Regions from separate parts of the Mus musculus genome. Here region 2 is linked to region 1. A link is a contact called in public HiChIP or PLAC-seq data. All regions are on one chromosome and are shown on one strand. The core of a region is the stretch at or near the end of the contact, and the rest is flanking DNA. Distances in the headings are between cores, read along the strand shown. Region 1 overlaps Arid4a (AT rich interactive domain 4A (RBP1-like)). Region 2 overlaps 9630002D21Rik (a long non-coding RNA gene).

What was found. HiChIP or PLAC-seq counts read pairs in DNA pulled down with a chosen protein or histone mark.
Region 2: an H3K27ac HiChIP or PLAC-seq map of the NIH/3T3 cell line shows a contact between it and region 1, with 7 times the contacts expected there. The contact joins two enhancer-like sites. A contact is called at or near these places in 1 of 115 datasets of contacts at active chromatin or transcription factors (the NIH/3T3 cell line) and 1 of 9 other capture datasets (embryonic stem cells).

Annotation. Positions count from the first base shown.
Region 1 is chr12:71,047,219-71,054,349 of GRCm38.p6, reverse strand. Arid4a (AT rich interactive domain 4A (RBP1-like)) reads right to left here. Exons shown (of 24, transcript NM_001081195.1): 11 at 6,990-7,131. Among named protein-coding and RNA genes, the nearest start is that of Arid4a, 35 kb to the right of the region's middle. Within about 2 kb of position 3,164, at least 42 of the 459 cell types and tissues checked have an H3K27ac peak or open chromatin away from gene starts, as enhancers often do. A contact at or near this core is called in the NIH/3T3 cell line, where this site is marked.
Region 2 is chr12:71,699,298-71,706,352 of GRCm38.p6, reverse strand. The region is part of intron 2 of 9630002D21Rik (a long non-coding RNA gene); the gene reads right to left. Among named protein-coding and RNA genes, the nearest start is that of Gm46356, 73 kb to the right of the region's middle. Within about 2 kb of position 2,637, at least 24 of the 459 cell types and tissues checked have an H3K27ac peak or open chromatin away from gene starts, as enhancers often do. A contact at or near this core is called in the NIH/3T3 cell line, where this site is marked.

The DNA.
Region 1 (7,131 bases), core at 1,915-4,414:
CTTAACCACTGAGCCATCTCTTTAGCCCTAAGAATACTTTTTAAGTGGCTGGAGAGACAGTTCAACAGTTAAGAACTCTTGCTGCTCCTGCAGAAGTATTTGACTCTCAGAGTCCACACAGTGTCTCCCAGGTGTCCCTAAGTCCTGTTCCAGCAGATCTGATGCCTTATTCGGACTTCCCTAGACGCCAAGCATGCACACAGTGCACAAACATACATTCAGGCAACACACTCATACATATAAAATGAAATAAATCTAAAAAAATGAAAAAGAAAAGGCTTGGTACAATGACCTGCACCTGTAGTCGCAGCTACTCAGGAGGCAGAGCCAAGAGAATTCAAGAGCGCAGGAATTCAAGGTCAGCCTGGGCAGCAGAGCAACACTACATCCCAGAAAAGGTGAGGGAGGGCGAGGGAGGGAGAACTTAACATAGACGCTAATGAACAATCTACAAAGTAAAAACAAAACAAAACAAAAAACAAACAAAAACCCAACTATGTACAAAGTTTCAAATACAAAACCAGATAGTAGAGCAGGAAATAGGATACAGTTGCCATCCCAGAGCTTGGGAGGTAAAGGTAGGGGGAATTCAAGGTCATCTTCTGCTTAGGCTTCTAGAGCTCCTGCCTTAAATACACAGGGGTGGGGAGATGGCTCAGTGGATAATGGTGGCGGGTTGCTACCAAGCCTCACAGCCAGAGTTCAAGCCCCTGACTAGCATGGCTGGTGAGCCTCCTCTACCCAAATAAAATGTACATAAATAACTAACTATAAAGCAAAAGAGAAATAAGTTTTAAAAATTAAGTAGGCAGTATTTGTGTAAGGTCCAAAGGTCCTGACAGCAGTGAATTTCCTGAATAAATAAATCTGGAATAATGTGACATTAAGTAATGCCAAGTACACTGCTTTGAAAAAGAGATATTACATAACATGCTTTAGAAATATTTTAAGTAAAAAGTTAAAAAAAAAAAACACCTCTTTTGTGTCCTAAAATTATTTATTCCCAAAGGGATCACATGTAGTTTCTGGTTTGAAAAAACTAGCTTCAGATCTAGTGCAGAGACCAGCCTGGGGGAGGGGGAGGGGCAGGCCAGCAGTTATGTGCTAATGCACTAGTCTAGGAAAAGCCAGAGATTGCCTGGACCAAGTGCGGCAGAGTAAAAATGTAAAGAGGTGGGCAAAGTAAGGAGCTATTCAAGGAGGTAGAAGACAAAGGGTTTGTGTCTGAATGGATTCAGATGGAAAGACCAAGAAAACAATCAAGGTGCCTTCTGTGTATCTGGCTTAGGCAACTGGGTGTGGTGCTTTTATTAAAATAGATTAGGAATGGCCAGGAAGGGAGGTAATCGAAGCTGTGGGCATACTGAGTTTGAGTACTTATAAACATGAAAAAAATTCCAGACAGTTTTATATAAATGTCTGTAGCCAAGAGACATCTGAGGTGTGCACAGAGATTTGGGGTCATTCTATCATTTAGTTGGGAAGTAAACCAGAAAACCAATGTAATGTCATGCCATCTGAGTGCTACTAAGGTGTCAGATGAGATAAGAAACACTGTTGTTTGGTTAAAGGTCTCTGGTGACTGTCAGCAGTTGTTCTGGTTGTGATGAGAGGACAAGACACCACAGTGACAGATGCAACTGAGCAACCTGGACAAAAGGGTAAGCGCAGACAGACAGACAGACAGACAGACAGACAAGTGGAGGAAACTTGAGGGCAGAAGAGGCGGGAACAGAATGGAATGGGCTAGAGGAGGAGGAGAGGGAGCTGATAGACTCAGACTTCTGATCCAGAGCAGAACCCCAGGGACCTGGCTCTCAGAGGGCGACACGCTGTCAAGTGTGCCTGGGAAAAAGAACAGGCTGTTGGGTCTAAGTCTCCTCTCATGCCTCATGCGGTTCATAATCTGCTCCCACCCGAAACTTAGGGGGTTTCTTTCCAAAGCCGGAGTGGAGACAAGGTGACATTCAAAGAAGATGACTTGATTGCAAACACTGAATTACCCAGTAATAGTTGGAGAACCAGTTAACTCAGATCCTAAAATTTACAGAAATACCATTCCTCACTGAAATACCATTCCTCACTGTTACACACATGCCAAACACTTCCAGGAACACAAAGGAAGTGATATATTTACTGCAAGATGCTGTTTTACAATTTAACCATCCCACTTAAAATAATTTTATGACTCTTGCATTTCAAAAGTTAAAGTAAACCCAATAAATTACTTTTCCACTTGAAATGATACATACACTATAATCAAGATGTGATAGTCGTGCTCTCATCAAGACCATTTATTTATCTTATTTATTTATTATTTGTTTGCAAATACTGCATGTGTGTGTGTGTGTGTGTGTGTGTGTGTTTCAAGACAAGGGCTCTCTATGTAACCCTGTTTGTAGACCAGGCTGACCTCAAATTCACAGAAATCCTCCTGCCTTTGCCTCCCAGGTGCTAAGATTAAAGGCATGCACCATCACCAGCTGGTTATCATCAAGTTTTTAACGTCACCCAAACCTCTTATATGACCTCTAATATAAAGTATGATTACGTAAAACTTTTTTTTTTTTTTTAACCATGGAGAGATGGCGCCATGGTTAAGAGCACTGGCTGCTCTTCCAGAGGACCTGGATTTGATTCCCAGTTCCAGGGGATTCTGACTCCCGCCTTCTGGCCTCCACAGATACCAGGCATGCAAGTAGTGCAAAGACATTCATACAGATAGAACACCTCTACACAATAACTATTTTTAAAATGTAGCTAAATTTATGTGAACAAATGTATAAATCTTATTAGTCTCATTATGTGAATTTAGTGTTGTTTATGTTTTAGGCTGAAGTAGTAACGACTTTTAAAAACTCATTAAGACTTCTTAAATAGAGATTTCGGGGCTGAAGCGATGGCTCAATGGTCAAGAGTACTGAATGCTCTTCCAGAGGTCCTAAGGTCAACTCCCAGCAACCACATGGTGACTCATAACCATCTGTAAAGGGATATGATTTCCTTTTCTGGTGTGTCTGAAGACAGCCACAGTGTGCTCATAAAAGAAAAAAAAATTAAAAGAATAAAGAGACTTCTCTTTTTTAATGTGTATGTATGTTTCTGCCTGCATACACAAGTGCTCCATATGCATTCAGTGCCTGAGTAAGCCAGAAGAGGGCACTGGATCGCCTGGAGCTGGAGGTAGAGATGTCTGTAAACTGCCATGTGGGTGCTAAGTAGCAAACTGGCCAGACTGAGGTCTTTTGCACAATCTGCCATGCTCTTGGCCCCTTAACCATCTCTGTCCAGCCCACTGTTATTTTTCATTTCCTTGTTTAATAGTCTAAATTTAAGCAAATTGTTGTATTTGAATGTAAGCTAATATCTAAGGTATTCATTAAAGGAGGTTGTGTCAAATCTACTTAAAGCCTATTATTATTGGTAACTGAAGTTATTAAAATCAGCTTTGATATCTATATTAAAATTTAAAACCTTAAGCTTTACTGACATTACAGTTTTCCTGAGTTATCAGGCATTTACTGTGGGTCTATACACAGAGTGGTCTTGAATAGTCACCAGCAAATGCCTATAACCTACATGGGCAGAGATTGACACAGATGACATTTGATTCAAATACCAAAAAAAAGAATAGTCATATTTCCAGGAATTTAAAAACTTAAGCACTTATGACTTTTACAACAATGGAAAATTATCTTGGGCACTAAATATGGTAATCCCTACAAAAGCTTCAAGATTGGAAAAATGAGTATGTCAATACATTAGACCAAAAAGAGTAGATCTTATAAAAAAACTCACTAATTTTAATTTTCATTGTTACACATGAAATCTGATACACAAGGTCTACTGATAAAGTCATGATGATTTAACCTAAAACTGGTTAATTTCCTCTTGATAATTAACCTTTTAACATCTTACCCTTAGAAAACTCCCCTACATTTATCCAATATAAACCTAAGTCAAGAGAAATAAATAATTCCTATCATTTCTATTCATCTGGACTTTCCAATAAATTTCCAAGCTAAAAAAAATTAGTAATGTCTTTTCTAATATAAAACTTTCTTAACAAAGACATTTAAATAAGACCACAAAAATCATCTCTAAGCAGCTCTTTTTGGCCTAGTTATCTATGTGTTGCAATTACCAATACAGACAGGAAGTATTCCTGCCCCATCCGCAAGTCTCTTCCAAGCACAGCCTGAGACACGCTGCTTACACTCAAAGCCTGACGTGGCCTCTGAGTAGGAAATAAAATACTAAATAAAAAAGCTCCTGCCCCTGGAAAGCTGCACAATGTCCAATCTTACTGCTCCAACTAATGCTTGAATCCCCGCAGCACGGTTAACGAACAGAGGCTACTGCTCATTCGCACTGCACAAACACCAACACTTGTATGATTCTGCAGCATATGCTTGCTAGCCTACCCTGGCTGACGATCTACAGTGTTGTTTAATGGTTTACAGAATGTTCCAAAGGATCTTTAGATCCTTGTAGAGCAGCATCCCATCCTCATAAGCAGCCCAGCATCCCTTCATCTGAGGGAGAACTATGCTCTGTACTGTAATACAGCAGTTAGCCTCACTGGTGTGGGGAAGGCCCATAATGACTAAGCCAGGTAGGCCCTGGCTCCTCAGATCAGCCAGTGCACATCACACTCCGGTTTCTCCTCTTGCTATGTGTGCTTTGAAGCAGCTCTCGATTGATCAGCATGTTAAATTGTTTTAAGAATTATTCTTCAAGATGAGTTAGAATGATTCAGCAACTAAATCTCAAATCCAAGAGCAGGAAATGCAGCTGATCCTTCCCCTGAAACAAACACGATCTCACTAAAGGAAGCCCACTAAGGTGGCCAGAGAACTACTTTACAACAAGCCTGTGGCAATTGACCAAACAGTGGGAAAATGAGCAGCTGAGAAATAATGTAGAATAAACTGCATAAAGCATGCCTACAGTTTGTGATTTTTGCTATTTTTCTGTCAGGAATAAAGCAACCGTACCCACTAAATTTTAGCAAGTTCATAAGAGACACACTGTAAGGAGACATTATTTTTCTAAGTGTCCTTATCTTTGAATTTTTCTTTGCTGTTATTCCTGCAAATTTTAGCCTCTGCTCTGTGCATTTTTCCTAGCATTTCTCACTAGCCACTTGGATGAAACATTACACTATTACAGAATTAATCACTATAACACAGACACCATTTACTGTCTTAGAGGCACCTCTGCAACTTCTTTCAAAGCTCTTTTTAGCCTCTTTGTTTAAAATTTCAGGCTATTTTTTGAGGGATAGGGAAAATACATTCTGGAAGGGACACTAATTAAAAGTATTAGCAGAAATAAAGAGACTAACCCTTCTTTCAGCATTTGGCGATATAAGATCCTAATTAATGTTCAATAGAAATCCAACAGCTAACCACAGCCTGCTAAGAGTTCACACCCTGAAAATGTGGCCTATTTACCCTGAAACACACAACCTAAGACTAAATACACATAAAATTCAGACATCACATCTAATATTCAAAATTTAAATCCTAAGACAATTTTTTTTTTGCCAAATTGTCTCAGCACAGTCATTCCAAAAGCTATCTTATGTTGGAGAAAAATCCCCTTTACCCTCTAATCTTCTAAAAATAGATTCCTACTGTCTTTTACAAGAAACAATTATGCTTGGTTATGAGCTCTACCGTACCAGCCATATAATCAACACCTAAAAATTGTATTTAATCTCATTTTTTGTCAACCAAAACAATAACTAAATATTAAAAAAAAAAGTCTTACCTATGTGCTGCATTTCCTTTCAAATGCAAAACGGTTAGATTCCCCTTCTACTAGTGCAGGCTCTGGGCATGTCAGTCTGATTGGCAAATATCTGCTGTCCCCTCTGAGGTCACAGCATCCGCAGGGCGATACAGCACTACTTACATTCTCTTCCACATAAAAATCAGACATTACATGAAAGGAAGAGAAAGACAGCCCATTTCAAAGCAGCTGGCAAACCTCCACTGGCAACCTGCCAAGCCTCTGCTAACCCTTCCTGTCTTTCTGAGCATGCTCACTTAAAACCAACAGCATGTTACTATGGCAACTCTGTCGGCAGCCTGTAAGTATGAACCGCCATTCTGATTTCAGAGTGTAAAAAGCCAAATGCTGCAGGGGAAGTCAAAGGCAAGAACCAGCATACATTCTTCCCCACATATAAATCTAGCCGTGGCGTTCCAAAAGCTCACACGTGTGCATGTAAAACAAACAAAAGCATCGCACATTTTCAAGGCAGAATTTTTCATGCTCAAATAGGTGGTCGTTTTCAATAAACTCATGCTTTGTTTTGCCTCTCAACAACTGAAATTACACTAGAAAATTCATCCCGTTTAACAAAACCCTGGCGACTCCACAGCCTGGCAGCATCTGAGCAGCCACGGTAACCCTATGGATGGCTTCTGTAACCTACAATCAGAGCATGCACAACACGGCTGCAGTACAAAGAAACCCACTCATGATAAAATCACAATCTACAGTTTTTTCTATGATTTGTCAAGCTGCCAGGTGTGTTTTTCTTTGGATGTAATTAGGATATTTAACCCCTAAAAGGTTTCTAAGTTAGGAGAAACAAGACCGGGGTTCAAATCCCTACACTGCACATTTTAGCTGTGCCAGCTCAGGACAGTTAACTTCTGAGTCTCAGAGCACCCTGAAAGCAGGATGGTAACAATGACATCACACACTGACAACTGGTAAACACGGAAAATACCTGATCCCCCCCTCCCCAAAACCTTGTTGATTAACCTCGAAAAGTACTTTTTGGTAACTTTATGCTGAAAACCAGTCCTGATTTATACACTACACTCTAAGCCAACTAGCCACAACTCCTTAACCAAATTAAGCTAAGAAATGTTTCAGACAAAAACAAACGCCCCAGAGCAAAAGCATAGAGGTATTATTTTCACTAGAAAACAAACAAACAAACAAACAAACAAACCACAGCGTTGACCTACCAGCTCTTCTTCCTCCTTTTTGGCCTCTTTTTCCTTCTCCTCTTCATGTTCCTCAGCTGGGCATTCTTCGTCATCACTGCTGGAGGACTCAAGGATTTCACTTATATCCATTTTCCAATTATCAGGAACAATCCTACCTTTT
Region 2 (7,055 bases), core at 1,388-3,887, 650 kb before region 1:
AAGATTATTTTTAACTTTACAATGGTGCAAACACGATACACATTCAGTGAAACAATATACATCGACTCTGATTCTTTCCTTGGCTAGAAGTAGGAGTTACAGTTCTTGTTCATGAACCTGAAAGGCAGCAGTCACAACCCCCAGCTAGCCATGTGATCATCAGGGTAAACAGCCTACACTTTACCATGTATGTACTATATGTATGTATGCAAACTATGATGTTTGGTTAAGTGTCTTAGATTGCTAAATGCATTTCAATTTATGATCAATTTAATTCATGAATCAAGGAACATCTGTAGTTGAAAGAATCCCCCATTCTGTTCCCTGTGCTGAAGACCACACCCAGACTCTTATATAGCTTAAGCAAGCAAGCTCTCTATCTACCTCTGAGCTACATACATCCCGGCCCTTGGCTGTCTTTAGACAGTCTCACTATACACCTGAGGCTGGGCTTGAACCCATGATCCTCCTGCAAGATGTATTTATAGGTGTTAACTACCATTTCTGGCATAAGAATGACAACTTATCGATATTAACTCTTCATACCACCCATACACAGATGTCTTGCACCAGAGTCTCTTTCTCCTCATAGAGACCTTGTACTAATTGTATTAGAGTTAACAACTCAGCATCTCAGTTACGTATGCCCGCATATCCTATTATATAATACAATCAATGTTATATTGAAATTCAGTTTCTGCTTTGGGTAAAAGATTTTCTACCACCAAGGTTTTCTTTCTCCTCTCTCAAACGCTAATGGAGAGTAGAGGATTTCCTTGTGTGAGGCTCCACATGTGTTAACCATGAGCCACTTGCCATGACTCACTGATAGGGAGCATAGATGGCAGAAGGATTGTTAATAAGCCACAGGCACAGTTAAAGCAAACAAAACGATGCTCAACGGTTCCCTAAGGTTGGGCATGGTGGCACACACCTTTAATCCCATCACTCGGGAGGCAGAGGCAGGCAGATTTCTGAGTTAGAGGCCAGCCTGGTCTACAAAGTGAGTTCCAGGACAGCCAGGGCTATTCAGAGAAACCCTGTCTGAAAAAAACCAAACAAAACAAAACAAAACAAAACAAAACCCAAAAAACAAAATAACCCAAAAAACCAAAAAACCAAAAAAGACGCAGCTTAAAGATGAGTGAGGCTGAAGAGGACACAGCATCCCAACCATTCATACCCCAGTGGATCACACACTTTGTGTGCCTCTTTTTGTGTTCCTATGTAGATGTATTTGATCTAGCCTTGAATTCCTCAGCTCCAACCTATGTGTCCTGTGACAGACACTATGGATTATGGTGACAATGAGATCCTCATTAAAATGAGATGTGTTTGCTTCTCTTAAGGTGGCACAGTGTTAGAGACATAAAACACCCATGCCACACCTTCTAGTGTCCTTGGCACCCGACTCATATAACCTCTGACTTGGCTCCAGTTTCTAACTCCCTTCTGTTCTGCATACGTGCACCTGTGTTAACACCATGTTGTAATAGTAAAACCGTCATCACCATGCTTACCTACCTCTGGGATTACATCTTCATTAGGAAAAAAACATCGTTTTTCCAAAAATTAGGTTCAAGAAGCTTTCATATGCTAAAGTATGCGGTGTTTTACTTAGAATTCTAGAACAATGTGAGGATGGGCGGAGCAGAAGGGAGATAAAAGGACTGAAAATGAGGTGATAAGCATTGCAGCTGAGGGCTGAGTGGCAGGTGGGAGGGGCCACTGCAGCTGAGTGGCAGGTGGGAGGGGCCATTGCGTCTGAGTGACAGGTGGGAGGGGCCTTACACTGTGTGGAAGTCTTTACTTTTCTCTGACATTTCCATACCAATTTTATTTTATTTTTTTCAAGAAGAGAAGGAGAAGCTCTTTTAAAACCAGCAGGATATGGATGGGGACAGGGCTCAGCCGATAAGGCGTTTGCCTCACAAACACGTGGACATGAGTTTGATCCCCAGAATTTGCTTTAGAAGGAAGGTACAGTCACAGACTTGTCATCAGAGCACTGGCAAGTGAGACAGGAGGACCCTGAGTCTCACTGGTCAGCTAGCCTAGGCTAACTGATGAGCGTCATGCCACTGAGAGACTCCTTCTCAGAGGAACTGGATAGAATTTCTGAGGATGACATTCAAGGGGGTCCTAGACTCCACACATGTCCGTGTACGCACAGGAACATACACAGGAAGAAAGAAGGAAAGAAAGGAAGAAAGGAAGAAAGAAAGAAGGAAGGAAAGGAAGGAAGGAAGGAAGGAAGGAAGGAAAGGAAGGAAGGAAGGAAAGGAAGGAAGGAAGGGAAGGAAGGAAAGAAGGAAAGGAAGGAAAGAAGGAAAGGAAGGAAGGAAGAAACTTTCAAAATAATGCCTGTTAACATTTGCTGTGCATAGAGCCTTCCTCACTACTTTGTAGAGACAGACCTCTGCAAAACTGGGGAAACTGAAGGAATGTTAGGGTGTCAGCAGCCTCAAGCATAGTTTAAGATGAAGACAACAAGAAAGCTGGCGTGACAAGCACTGGTTTGAGTGTATCAGTGACTTGCAAAGCAAAATCCCGCAAGGCTGGGCAGTAATACAGCAGTACTACGTGATCAGAGCCGACTGTGATCAGATGTCCATGACTCATCGGACATTGGGCTGTACCTTACACGTGACATCACACTGAGTCTCCCTGATTGGGCTGTACCTTACACGTGACATCACACTGACTCTCCCTGAAGTGCTGCCATTATCTTATTTTATAAGTGAACAGTGACCGGGAGGGGACAAACAGCTTGCCCAACATCACCCTCTCTAAAGGATGAAGCTACATTAGAGCTAACACAGTCTCTCAATAGAGTCTGAATTCATTGACATTGTGTTTGTCTTGAAGAAAAAAAAAAGAAGTAAATTTGAATAAGTGAACTGGAAACGCCTATGAAAATTTCATAAATGAACCTGGGTCAAGTTATAGGCAGGCAGCTGATTCTGATTCTGGGAATCTGGGTGCTGTGAGGAAAGAGCAGGAGGAGACTAAGCCGGGAGGAATGAGGCTCGTGCCTGCGGTCTAAAACCTTAGGGAGGCATGTGCTGAATCATCCAATAATCAAGACACACGATTTAGTAATACACCTAGCAGTAAAAATGAAGTTATTGTGAATAAAGTAAAATGCCAAAACCTAAAATACAGAATTGGTAACTGGGCTATCCTTCATCACCCCCAAGTCTCTCTCTCTCTCTCTTTCTCTCTCTCTCTCTTTCTCTCTCTGTGTGTGTGTGTGTGTGCTCTCGAGTGCATGCGTGCGTGCACGTGCATGTATGCCTTAAGTGCAGGTGTGCATATGTCAAGCTATTTGTGTAGAAATCCCATGACAACTCTTTGAATTGGTCCTCAATCCTTGTAGGATTTGGGGATCAAACTCAAGTTGTCAGCCTTGTGCAAAAATGCATCTCTCCACTGGAGCATTTTACCAGTCCCAGCTTTTATTTGTCAACAAGATATTATGTAGCTTTCTTTATTCTTGAAGATTTTAGTGATCCTCCCCCCCCACCCCTTTTTGTGCCAAGAGACAGGACAGAAGTCCCTCCCAGGCATGACAAGAGTTTACGATTATGGGAGGTGCATAGTCTCTATCAGGGTTTCTCCCTGTCATCTCAAAATCATTCAGAAGAATACAGGTTATGTGTGATTCTATGTGTGATTCAAAACAAAGCAAGCCAAAACCCAGTCACTGGGCACGTGATTGCAAATACTTATCAAGGACACAGCCAGCTGGTGTCTGGCCACACCAGGAGTCCCTTCTGGGACATCTGTGGTTTGTACTGATGCATTCACATGGTCGAAACTCAGAGCCTTTGCTGCTGCAATGAATCTGAAAACCAACGCTCCTCCTCTGCATGTAAACATCTCTCACCTGAGAATCTTGACGAAATGCAGATACTGAAGAACTCTGGTCTACGCCGGAGGCTAGGCCTCACAAGCCCTTACTTGCTGCTGCAGCTGGCGGCTGCGACTGCAGTTGCCGCTGTGACTGCCGCTGCTATGGCAATCACACTAGAAAGAAAGCAAGATTCACTTGGGAGGTTGGTTAAGCATCCGGATTCCTGGAATGAACTGTCAGCAATTTTGATGTTGTAGTCTAGTACAGGTTTTTAAAAAAAATGTGTGTTTCACAAACGTGCCCCAGGCAAATGATTGCAGGTATCTTATGGGTCAAAGTTGATAAGCTCTCTTCTGCCACTCTGGACATCTCTTAAACTGTCTGTTCTGATAATCAGAAGATGCACTTGACTCTCTGTGAGCAACCTTCTGTCTCCAAATCTTGTGTTCATTCTCAGAACCTCTAAGGCCCTTTGCTTGAAGACAAGAGAGAAGGAGTAAGAAGAGATGGAGGGAAAGGACCACTTTCCACCTCCAGGGGGTGCTGTTCCCATCTCACGCATTCATTGATTCATTTAGGCAACATCGTCACTTAGGGATTCATGTACACTGGGCATTTGCTGCTAAAGCTTAGTTTGGGTTTGCAAACTATTAATGATTTTCCCCCCTGGTGATTGTTGTAGAAGGTTTTATCCTTCAAGTTTCCACACAGCTGATAAAATTAGAAAGAACTGGAAATGTTAACAGGATCAGGGATAAAATTGTTTTCGTAGCATGTGACAGGAAAGTTGACGTAGAAGAGCCAAACAAAGGGACTCCTTAAGAGGAAAAAGGCTACCTTTTTCACATGACAGAGTCAGCAGTCCAGGCCAGGAGGAGTCACACAACTCAAACCCCAAGCAGAAGGCAGAGCACACGCTGGGAATGAAGCCAGTCTTCTGAAAATTTGAAGTCCATGCCCAGTGGCACGCCTCCTCCAATGAGATCACGCACCGTGATCCTTCTCAAACAGTTCCAGTAACTGGGGATCAAGTATTCAAACATATGACTCTACGCAGATCATTCTCATTCGAACCACCACAACTGCTTAGTCAGCCTGTTAGCTAAGTTAGGAGTAAGGACAAGAGGAGTCAGAGAAACACGCAGGTACCACATCTGGACTATCGGGAGCCAAATGGATAAACAAACACGTATTGTCTTCATACCACATTCAAAGTACGTGAACACTAGCTTTTTCGTTTTTGATTTTCTTTTTTTTTAAATTTTTATTAGATATTTTCTTTATTTGCATTTAAATGCTATCCCGAAAGTTCCCTACACCCTCCCATGAGCACTATCTTTATATATGATCAGTAGGAAATGAGGTAAGTGATTAAACCTGATAATTCAGGCTTGTTGGGAATCATTGCCTAATGTCTAGGGAAGATGAGTTAAGCTCTATTGCCTGAATGCCCTGTATGTCAGTGTTTTCTGTTATTCCTTTATGTGTGTAGTAGAGGAAACTGTATAAAATCCTCATTCAAAAACTCAAAAGCAGTGGCTCTTGTGAACGGCTTAGTGCAAGTGGTCACCCTACAGTGCAGAACTTATTCAGGAAAGGGAAAGTTTGATCTGTTATTTTACTTGAAAGAATGAAGTTCTGCATGGTCCTTAGCAAGCTTAGCTGTATGGAAGACTTCATAGAGGTGGCGGGTACCACAGTGAACAGAACTGAAGAGTCAGGTTTGAAACATACCGAGAACAAACAATTAATTCAGAATATAGAGAATACTTAAAATATGAAACTAAAACAACATATATAAATGACTTAATAGTGGCATTAAAGAAGTAAAAAAAAACTTCTGTTATCATCCTGAAAAGCAAAACAAAAACAAAAACAGTCCTTGGCTGAATACTATCTGCTAAAGTCTGGCTCCATTTCTAAGAAAAGACTCCATAGGGTAGAAAGAGAAGAAAATCGTTTTGCTTGATTGAGAGTACCTTTCAAAAATATTTATTGCTAGAGATATTTCTGTTGTGTTAGGAGAAAGTAGAATAGGCTTTAATTACCACCAGTGCTTTATTTAAAGGAACTGACATAATAAAGTAATGAGATTTGATCAAGTAGGCATCAGCTCTGAGACCTCTGTGGTGGTACGAAAAGAAAGATATAAAACCTAGCGCATAGCTGGAGAGCTGGCTCAGTGGCAACAACAGTGCACTGCTTTTGAAGAGCTCAGTCCCCAGCACCCATTTTGGTGGCTCACAACTGCCTGTAACTCCAGATCCATGGGGTCCACTGTCTTCTTCTGGACTCTGGGAGTACTGGTACATAGAGAGCATCTAACCCCCCAAACACACACATATACAATAATTTAAAAAATAATACAAAATCCTTAAACCGAAATTAATTTTCCTCATACCAAAGGTGACTTCAGACATGGCACTAGGAGCAGGCTGATTGCATGAAGGATTTGTTCACCTCTGTTCCTATGCTCAATTCCATAAATCAGACCAATGATGAGGAAAGAATGGAGGCCAACGGCAGATGAGAGACTTTGCACACGTAGCAAGGTGAGTGGGTGAGCGATGGCTGAAGGAACAGTGAGGGGAACTTAGCCGCATGCACCCTGCAGTCCTGGAGTCAGCCTAAGAGACAAGGCTCAGAAACCGCAGTGTGAGACCACACGAGAGGCAGAGTTAAAATGGGCAGCAATAATTGACAGATTATAGGCAGAGCTTATATAACCCCATGCTTTCTCTCGTCCAATGCCAGCATCACTGTATCTGTTTCCAGAGGAACACAGAAGCCCAGAAGTAAAACTGCCCATAATCTGCCAGTAGAGGCTTTCAAGAGGCCTTGTTTCCTTCTGGCTACCTGACGGCCAGACTGGCAAGCTTCTGAGAACTTTCCTGTTTCTTCCTAAATATTACAGTACTTTTGAGGTTAGTCTCTGATGGTCGGTTTTAATTTCAATTTGACACTATCTAGACTTATCCAGGAAGAGAGTCTCCGTGAGAGATTGTCTGGATTAGGTTGGTGCTCTCGTCAGTGTTCTGTTGCTATGAAGATACCATGACCATAGCAACTCTTATAAGGGAAAGCAATTACTTGGGGCTCAGTTAGAGTTTCAAAGGTGTTCATTATCACAGTGGCAGGAAGTATGGGGTGCCCAGGCAGAAATGGTACTGGAGAAGGAGCTGAGAGCTCTACATCTGAA